Linked DNA regions of Mus musculus: region 1 is linked to region 2. Evidence: chromatin contacts called from public HiChIP or PLAC-seq data. All regions are on one chromosome and are shown on one strand. The core of a region is the stretch at or near the end of the contact, and the rest is flanking DNA. Distances in the headings are between cores, read along the strand shown. Region 1 has its middle 43 kb from the start of Mdm1. Region 2 has its middle 3.1 kb from the start of Gm51783.

The links. HiChIP or PLAC-seq counts read pairs in DNA pulled down with a chosen protein or histone mark.
Region 1: an H3K27ac HiChIP or PLAC-seq map of microglia shows a contact between it and region 2, with 6 times the contacts expected there. The contact joins two enhancer-like sites. A contact is called at or near these places in 1 of 115 datasets of contacts at active chromatin or transcription factors (microglia) and 1 of 9 other capture datasets (embryonic stem cells).

Annotation. Positions count from the first base shown.
Region 1 is chr10:118,096,066-118,100,812 of GRCm38.p6, forward strand. No RefSeq gene overlaps it. Among named protein-coding and RNA genes, the nearest start is that of Mdm1, 43 kb to the right of the region's middle. Within about 2 kb of position 2,031, at least 57 of the 459 cell types and tissues checked have an H3K27ac peak or open chromatin away from gene starts, as enhancers often do. A contact at or near this core is called in microglia, where this site is marked.
Region 2 is chr10:117,451,013-117,455,764 of GRCm38.p6, forward strand. No RefSeq gene overlaps it. Among named protein-coding and RNA genes, the nearest start is that of Gm51783, 3.1 kb to the right of the region's middle. Within about 2 kb of position 1,384, at least 63 of the 459 cell types and tissues checked have an H3K27ac peak or open chromatin away from gene starts, as enhancers often do. A contact at or near this core is called in microglia, where this site is marked.

The DNA of each region.
Region 1 (4,747 bases), core at 781-3,280, 650 kb after region 2:
TGAGCTCCACCATTGCAGGGTCCTGCTCCTCCTGCTGTGCCCTGCTGTGCCTGGCCCGCGAGTTCAGCAAGCAGTACTCCTCAGGAAGCCATTGTTGTCCGGATGTATGAACGGAGGCTCATGGGAGGTGTATGTGTGAAAATGTGCAGACAGAAGAAGTGCAAAGGAGCCTGGGTCAGGGATATGGGCAGAGGAGAATGTGCACCGCATTTCACAAGTATGCAGATGATCAGAAAAGGCCAAATTGGCAGAAGTGAGAGGAACAGGAACAGTGACATCAGGGGAGGTCACAGGCCACAGAAGAGTTTGGATTTCATGATGCGAAACTTTGTCGTTCTTGCAAGCTTTTGTTCTTGCTTAAAACTTTGTCTTGATTAGGCATGAACATGTGGCTTCCTGTAGTGGCAGAGGTGAAAACTGTATCGTACAGAGGTGCGTGGGCTGAGGAATCCCTACTCTGAGTTCTTGATTTGTCTTTACCCTGTGACCTATGACCTCTCTTGCAAGCTCAGGGACCGAGCTCCTCCCAAGCCTGTTGTCTTAAGAACTGATCAGGAAGCACTGCTCTTGGCTGCCTACTAGAACTTGACAGTAAGACCCTGTGGATGAACACACCACCTAACGCATTAGTCACTGTCTTAGTTAGGGTTTTACTGCTATGAACAGACACCATGACCGAGGCAAGTCTTATAAAAACAGCATTTAATTGGGGCTGGCTTACAGGTTCAGAGGTTCAGTCCATTATCATCAAGGTGGAAGCATGGCAGCATCCAGGCAGGCATGCATGGCACAGGCAGAGCTGAGAGTTCCAAGTCTTCATCCAAAGGCTGCTAGTGGAAGACTGACTTCCAGGCAACTAGGGTGAGGGTCTTAAGCCCACACCCACAGTGACATGCCTATTCCAACCAGGTCACACCTATTCCTCCAAATGGTGTCACTCCCTGGTCCGAGAATATACAAATCATGACAGTCACCAGCCATGGAGAAACCAGTTTGGTGCTGAGCAGGGGTTTTCTTCTTGTTAGCCAGCTTTCATAGTACTGGGAGATGCTGTGAAGGCTTCTAAGGGAAAAGGTCATGGAGTGATCCAGCTGTGCACAGGGTTACCCAGCTTTGCACTCTGTTAAGTGCAGTGATGATCAGCACGGATAGTCAGGCCTAGGAGGGTAATAGTGGCATAAATGCTATGGGGCAACCAACTTCTTTCTGATTGGATTCAAGGCCCATTCTATAGGAGGAAACATATATGCCTGGTATTAAGAATCCATGGACACTCACAGACCCTGCTGGTGGGGAGACTTATTACTGTCATTCTAATAACTGGACATAGTAAATATTATATTATTCTGATGAATGGGTATAGTATGGAACTATCCTCTAAATTCATCTCTCACTGTCCACAGATTAACACATTTCTCAGACCTCATCAAAGAAGTTTGTTTGTGCGGTGGATGGTGATTAATATAAAAAACTCACAACTGATCAGAATTCAGAGAATAAGTCAATGTAGTGTTAAAAACAAGGCTTAATTGAACCCTGCCCCCCCCAAAAGACTCAGTGACCACGGTGGAATAAGGGAAAGAAAGACTACAAGCAGAAAGCAAGTATGTGGCACAGCACACCCCTGTGATACCTCCCCGGTTCGTATGTGCAACTTCCTCTGGCCGACCAGATGGGGACTCATTCCTGAAGGGGTCCAGAGTTGCTGCTTCAGATCATAGTGGACTCAACTCAGACTTGGCAGATTGGAATCTTAACCTCAAATGTAAAATTGGGGATTCCCTAGAGCTCTGCTTTTGGCCTACTGATGTGGATTTATTGTATCCTGGATTATTTTTTTCTCAGCTCCTTCATGAGTCCAGGGGAGAGGCTCAGTATGGGGATTTAGCCTCCGAGGAGCAGCAGAAACCTTTCACAAGGGATATTTATGGGTCACTGGCTGATGAAAGGCATGCGGTTAGGTCCTTGAGACTTAGAGGTCAGATCTGGGGAGTTGTCTTCCTTCTGGCTTCTGACCCTAGCAGTTTCAGTGCATTGGTCAGCAGCCCCGCAAGTGACCACAGCTTCCTCTCACCCCACAGCTGGCTCTTCTGGGTTCTGACTATTTCATTACAGACAGCTTCCTTCTTGTTCCCCAACCTGGACCCTCCCATTGGCCTTGGCTTCCCCACTAGTCAGGATACTAACATTTGTAAATTCCCCTTGGGTTCAGAAACTTACTATCTGATCTGGAGGAGGCCATTTCCTTCCTTCTGATCCTGGGCCCAGAGCAAACTGGGAAATTCACAGGATCCGTAGAGCCAGAAGGTATGGAAGTAACATAGGAGGGCTGGCTACCTTTATGTCAACCTGACACAAACTAGAATCATTTGCAAGATGTAACCTAAACTGAGAAAATGTCCCCTACTGTAATGGCCTGTTGACAAGTTGGAAGGCCCAACTCATTGTGAGCAGTGTAACCTCTGAGGAGAGCAAGCCGGTAAGCAGCACTGCTCTGTGGCCTCTGCATCAGCTCCTGCCTATGGGATCCTGCCCTGACTTCTCTGGATGATGGACTGTGATATGGGACTATAAGCAAAAAATAAAACCTTTCCTCCACAGTTGTGTAAGCATATATACTTTAATACTTACTTTAATAAGGTTCAACCCCTCCCTCTAGCCCACCACCCACCAGAGGTAGTGGAAAAGAAAGGTTATTAGAATATGGGGGAAGTGGACCTGTTTAGAAACAGTTCTTTGGGGGGTAATTCCAATCTTTATTGCTCTCAGTCAGTCCACGAGCAAACACCAAACATGAATCAGCAGCTGCCATCCAGTCCACTCGGCAGACACCACACACGAATCAGCAAGGGCAGTTCAATCCAGGAAACCTCAAGGCTCACCAGTCAACCAGAGTCCGTGAAAGCATGGAAACGATAAAAAAAAATTGAGGGAATCTCACAAGAAATTCTTTGGCGCTTTTACTTCTATGATGTCACCACACGCGAAGCTCAGCAACTCAGAGTAAGGTGAACCAATACATGGATGTGGTCAGTGAAGACAAGTGAGACGGAGCAAGGTGAACCAATGATCGAGCTTCCACTGTCTGTGGGGTCACATTTATATTCTTTCTAAACATCATGTATCCTTTCATGTGTTTTCTAAAGCAAAATATCATTTCACCTGTGTCTGCTTCAGCAAACTATCATTATAACCAGAAATTTCCACTTTAAGTTGCTTTTGGCCATGGTGTTTTATCACAGAAATAGAAGCCCCGCTTAAGACAACAGAGCAGACCCAAGAGTGAAAATAGAAGGTAGCGACTCAGGAAGACGACATTGATCCTCTCTTCCTGAGCCAGTGATCCTGATCTTACATAGCTTCCAGCACTGTGCTAAAGCAACAGTAGACTTAATCGGGCACATGTTTAATAGAACCCTGGATTGTTGCAGAGTTACATGGCAATTAGGCTGCTTCCACGAGTGATTTGCTTATTGATTGATGTTGTTCATAGGTGCCTCGGTAGAGAGAGAAGCTCACCAAGATGCTAAGCCTTCATTTTCTGAAGGAGCAGAGGGGTACAGTCTCTCTGGGAAGACTGACACCCAGCTAGCTCACTCCAGTTACTTTATTCAAACATCATACAAGGTTAATTGGAGCTGAGAAAGACTCCATCTACCAAAGTTATCATGCCCTTTTCTGCTCACGATGGCAAGCAACCCACACAAATCTCAGTCCCTTTTGACCATGGTTAGCTATAATCAGAGGTAAGAACTCCAGGTTTGTAAAGAGCGTCTTAGGACCGAGATCAGTACAGCTGCAACCTCCCATAAAGCATCGAGTGCGGACCTACCAGAGAAACAACATTTCTCCAAGGTTAAAAAAATCTCATAACAATTTTCCAGCCTGTAATTGTTGACCCAAAGATATTAAAGGCTTTGCTGGAACATTTCAAAGTCAGACACAAAGGCTTTACTATACATTTCATTGTGTTTGCCAATATACCAGTTCTTTGAATCAGTTAAACCATACTTTGCTCCTCTCTGCCTACTTTGCTTCTCTAGTTGGGATCACTGGCCCTCACTGGTAATGTTGTCTTTATGCCACACAGGCACAGTGGACTCTACAATGACTCTTGCTCCAAAGAGGAAAATGGGCAGAGCCCATACATGTAATTAAGAAGGGTAAGGTTCAGCACTGTGTTCCCATCCTGGTGTTTGGCGTACCATTTGTTCAAGAATAATAGGCACCATCCCTTAATTACTCCCACTGAACGCATGGGAGGTCTTAGACGCTCACCTGCCCACAGGGAGGCATGGCTGTGCATTCTTAAAGCAGAGTAGAACAGAACTCTGAGTCCAAGGCTTGGTGGTCTTAAGACTGGGGTAGTGATGTCAGTGGCGAGAGGATGCATGTTACAGAAAGGACCATCTTCCGGCTTAATGTGTAAAGTGGCACACTGATTCGTCTGAGAATATGGGGACATTCCCAGACTAATAGAATCCCTGACTAAGTCAGTATCAGAACCTCTGAGTGACCTGTGGAAAGGCGGCTTACTTCAGGAAGAGGGAGTAGCAGTGGGGACACACACCCTCTTTATGGCAGTTAGGTGAATAGTTTCTGTTTGCTGGACACTGAACCTATGTGCAACTGCAGATGAAGCAACAGGAAAGTGGGAGATGCTAAAGCCAGCCGAGCGATCTGTTCTTCAGTCTTGAAAGTCCCTGATGAAAGCTATTTCAGAATGAGAAGATGTTCACAGTTGTTA
Region 2 (4,752 bases), core at 134-2,633:
AATCACAAAGGACCACCATCTTGATGTAAATACATGAGGACGTTTAATTACGGAGCTCCGGACTGACATGTATCTCACACAGGAGATAACGGATGTCGGCCACGAGGCTCGAAAGCTAGGGGTTTTTATGGGGTAAGGGGCTTAGGGGTGTGGAATTCAGCATAGTGACACACTATTAGCTTATTTAAACATTAACAGAAAGATTACATGTTAGCAAAAGGGCATCAGGACTTTGTTCCTGTGGGCTGGGGGCTTATCTTGTTCACATAGCAACCAGTTGATGTATGACTTTACCCAGTGTCAAGGGGCAGTAGACAGAGGGGAGGTTCGGGCCAGGTGGTGTTGACCCAGACAAGATAGCCCTGCTTGTACAATCAAGCTGTTCTTAGGAATGTCTTAACAGCCCTGTCTGTTCTGCTTTGTTCTCGGCCCCAGGCCGCGGGCTCATAGACAACTCTTTTACATGAATCACAAGTTACAAAATCTCATTTTCTTTCAATAGGAAATGGCAAGCTACAGTAAAAGTAGTGTAGCTTCACTCCGACCTCCTACAACCTTCGAAAGTTATGCAATTATGGCTCAGTTGGTAAAATGGCTGCCATGGATGTAGCAAGCACATAAAAAGCTATGCCTGGCCGGGCGTGGTGATGCACACCTTTAATCCCAGCACTCAGGAGAAAGAGGCAAGCTGATTTCTGAGTTTGAGGCCAGCCTGGTCTACAAAGTGAGTTCCAGGACAGCCAGGGCTATAAAGAGAAACCCTGTTTCAAACAAACAAAACAACAACAACAAAAAAGCTATGCCTGGCACCGCAGTGCCTTGGTGGTAGACAGGAAGGGTCATGACCTTCCTGGCCTGCCGATTTTGCCAAATCAGTATCCTCCAGGTTCTGTGAGAGACCTTGTCTTAAAAAAAATTAAGTGAGTACCAGGCATGGTGATGGGTGGTACACACCTTCAATCTTAGCACATAGACAGAGGCAGGCAGATCTCTGTGAGTTTGGAGTCAGCCTATTCTATGTAGTGAGTTCCAGGACAGCCAGGGCCTCATGGTGAGCCCTTGTCTCAGAAAGAAGAATTGTGGAGAAGAGGCCTATGTGGACCTCTGGCCTACACACACCCACCCACACATACACACACACACACACACACACACACACACACACACACACACAGACACCACAGAGATTTTTTTATTGGTAAAAAAAGATTCTACTAGAATCAAGTGTCTAAATAATAGGATTTAACCAAGGGGATCAAAAGGGATTAGAGTGAAACACCAAACCCACGAAGACAAAGAAAATCGAAACCAGAAACCACTCTCTCCCCACTTCCTGCTGGCTCATTTCCAGGTGCCTTTCTGTCTGGTCCCATTGTCTTACTTACTTGATAATCTCCCTGGGCCAGGAGGGTGTTGATTTAGAGCACCTCCTACTCCGACTGATAACAGCCTCCAGGCCTTCCATGCTCTGTGGGGTCTTCTTCAGCCTCCTAATGGCCCACCCGCTGTGCTTTCTGTTACAAATGTGAAAACCTTCATCCCCGCTAACCTACCAAGTGGTAAGGTGTTATTTATTGAACAGATACCAGGAGCACATGAAGGGCCGGGGGCACAGCTCTAAATGGTTGGGGAACCTCAGAGAGCCAAACAGATAAGAAACCTGCTCTTAGCTGCTTGTATCTTCCTGAGGTGGGAGAGGGTGCCCAGAGAATACTCAGAAACACAACAAGCAAGTGTAAGGTGTACTTGGCAGGTGGGCTATGGGAAAGGTCACAGTACAGGGATGGAGGAGGGCACCTGATTCTCCCCTGTTATCAGTGGGAGGCTGCAGTGGAGCAAAACACCCCCAGTCCAGATCTGCCCAGCTTCTGCCCTAATTTCCAGTTTGATCTATCTGGGACCCTTTCCTTGATCTCCACTGAAAACAGGAACGATGTTAAGTGCAGCTAGGCACGCATATCCTAAAGCCGGACTATTTGAAACAGATTTCCAGCTCAGCAAAATGCTCCCCTTGGACCAGTAAGCTGCTCTCTGCTAATAAAATTTACCTGTGTCACAGGTTATGGAGAGGGTGATGTCACCCACGGAGAGAGTGATGTCACCCATGGAGAGGGTGATGTCACCTATGGAGAGGGTGAAGTATGTTTAGCATAAGATGAGCAGAGCTGAGCGTGGCACAGCGGGGCAGATGTCACATTAAAGACAGAATGCCCGAACTGTGGGGTGGAGGACAGCGTCTGCTCAGAAAACGATGGCAGGGTGAGGTTGTGCGACCCATTTCTACCCTTCAACAGCTGTACAGCCTGCTGTGTGGGCCCCCCTGCTCAAAGCCCGAGGCTATGCCAACATGAACACAAGCATGCCTCTTCTTGTATCCATTGGTGTGTTTCCGAAAACCGCTCTTGGTTTTCTGTAGTGAGGAGGGTGGGGGGTTGTTTGTTTAAAACTTTATAAACAGAAGAATTTTTTAAAAATCTTATAGTCACTGTAATTTACATGGTACAGGGCTGGCACTGACAGGTCCCTTCAATGACAAGTCCGTTCAATGACAGAGAGTTTGTCTGAAGCCCAGGCTTGGGTCTCCAGAATCTCTGCACCAAACCAATTGTGCAGTACATTGATCACTACTGATGGAGAAATAGGAGTTACCTTTCTGTTTTCAAGATCTATCTATCTATCCGTCTATCTATCTATCTATCTATCTATCTATCTATCTATCTATCCATGAGATCTTAGAGTTGAACAACAGGAAACTATACCAGTGTTCCAAACCACCTGGCAACTGTCAGATGTTGCCAGTCACAAAATCCACTTCCAATAAGATGCCAGACCTGTCAGCAGCCTTGGTTTGGGAGGTTCTTAGGGACACTTGCTACTGGCAATATGCTGGCAAGCCTACCATGTTCACAGCTTGTGTGAAAAATATCACCCAGGCACTTCATGTCCTGTTGCCCGACGACCTCCAACTGCTGTCCTGCCTCCCTCAGGGGGATGGGGTTAGCAGAGGATATCCACTCACAATGAGATGTCTCACTTTCTGCGTTCAGATGAGACAATTCTCACTGTTTTCTTTAGTAAGAAAATGTTTCCCGAGAGAATTCTTCTTCTTACCACATCATTGAGCTCTAAGAGAAGTTAGTATCTCTCAATGATGGAGACACACTCTTCAAGATCTAGGCTGGCCTGGTCTACATAGTGAGTTCCCTGTCACCCAGGGTGTTACAGTGAGACCCTGTCCTTTACCGAAAGCAGCCTTCATTTTAATTTGGTGTTGCTTGGCCTGTACTGTGGGGCTGTTAAAAGCCACACCCATAGCCTCTGTAGAAGAAATAGATGGCAAAAACTTCAGTAGAACATCGAGGGTGGGGCTGGAGAGATGGCTCAGCAGGTAAAAGCAATGACTGCTCTTCCAGAGGTCCTGAGTTCAAATCCCAGCAACCACATGGTGGCTCACAACCACCCGTACTGAGATCTGATGCCCTCTTCTGGTGCATCTGAAGACAGCTACAGTGTACTTGTGTATAATAATAAATAAATCTTTGGGCCAGGGTTGACCGGAGCAAGCAGAGGTCCTAAAACCTCAATTCCCAACAACTACATGAAGGCTCACAACCATCTGTACATCTACAGTGTACTCATATACATAAAATGAATAAATAAATCTTAAAACAAAGAAAAAGAACATTGAGGGTGGATGAGATTGACCAGCTTGTCTTAGGAAGGAAAGAAGGCTCAGGATTTTGCCAATGACCAAGGGTTTCTGCCAGTCTCATCACCTCGGAAGCTGAGAATGAAGGCATGGAAGAGAAAATTCTGCAGGGCTGAGTTAGGGTTCCAGTGATGTGGCACATTACCTGAGATGCACATATTCAATAACTTTTCTCTTTCACTACCTCTGCTGGGTGGTGGACTAGAGGAGAGGGTGAACCTTTTTAAAAGTAGGCTGGAAAAAAAATGTGTGCCTCCAGGGCCTCTTCAAGGGCACACCCCAATGTCCTGTGTTCCTTTATCCCCCTTCCTAACCGTTCTCAACCTTCCTAACACTTCCACTCTTTGAGACAGCTCCTCATGCTAGGGTGACCCCCAACCATAAAAGTATTTTCATTGCTACTTCATAACTGTAAATTTGCTACTGTTATGAATCATGTTGTAAATATCTGATATGCAGATGGTCTAAGGCGATCCTCTGAAAGGGTCGTTTGACCCAGGTGGGTTGCGAGCTACAGGTTGAGAACAGCAGCTGTAGACACTACGGTCCTCCAAAGGGTTAACTTTGGCTCTCAGTTTGGGTTCAGAGTCCATCATAGTTGGAAGGTCCAGTGCAGACGCAAGAGGCTTCCGGTCACATTTCATCCACAGGCAGGAAGTAGAGGGCCTTGAATGCTGTCACGTGACTTAATCCTTTTCGTTTAGTCAAGGGTCCCAGCCCATAGCCTACATTAGGACGGGTCTTCTCACCTCAGCCCAACTTAGAAATCCCTCACAAACATGCTATAGGTTTGTTTTTTAGGTGATTCTAGTTCCTGCCAATCTGATGATCGAAGAGGGTGTTTTTGTTTTTTTTTTAGATTTTTATTTATTTATTTTAATTTTATGTATGAGTGGGTTTTGCCTGTTATAGCTGCACCACATGCATGTAGTGCCTCTAGAATCCAGAAGAGGGCGCCAGAAACCAATGTAACTGGAATTAGGACTGAGCCATCTTATGGATGCTCTGACCCCAACCTGGGGCCTCTGCAGGAACAGTAAGTA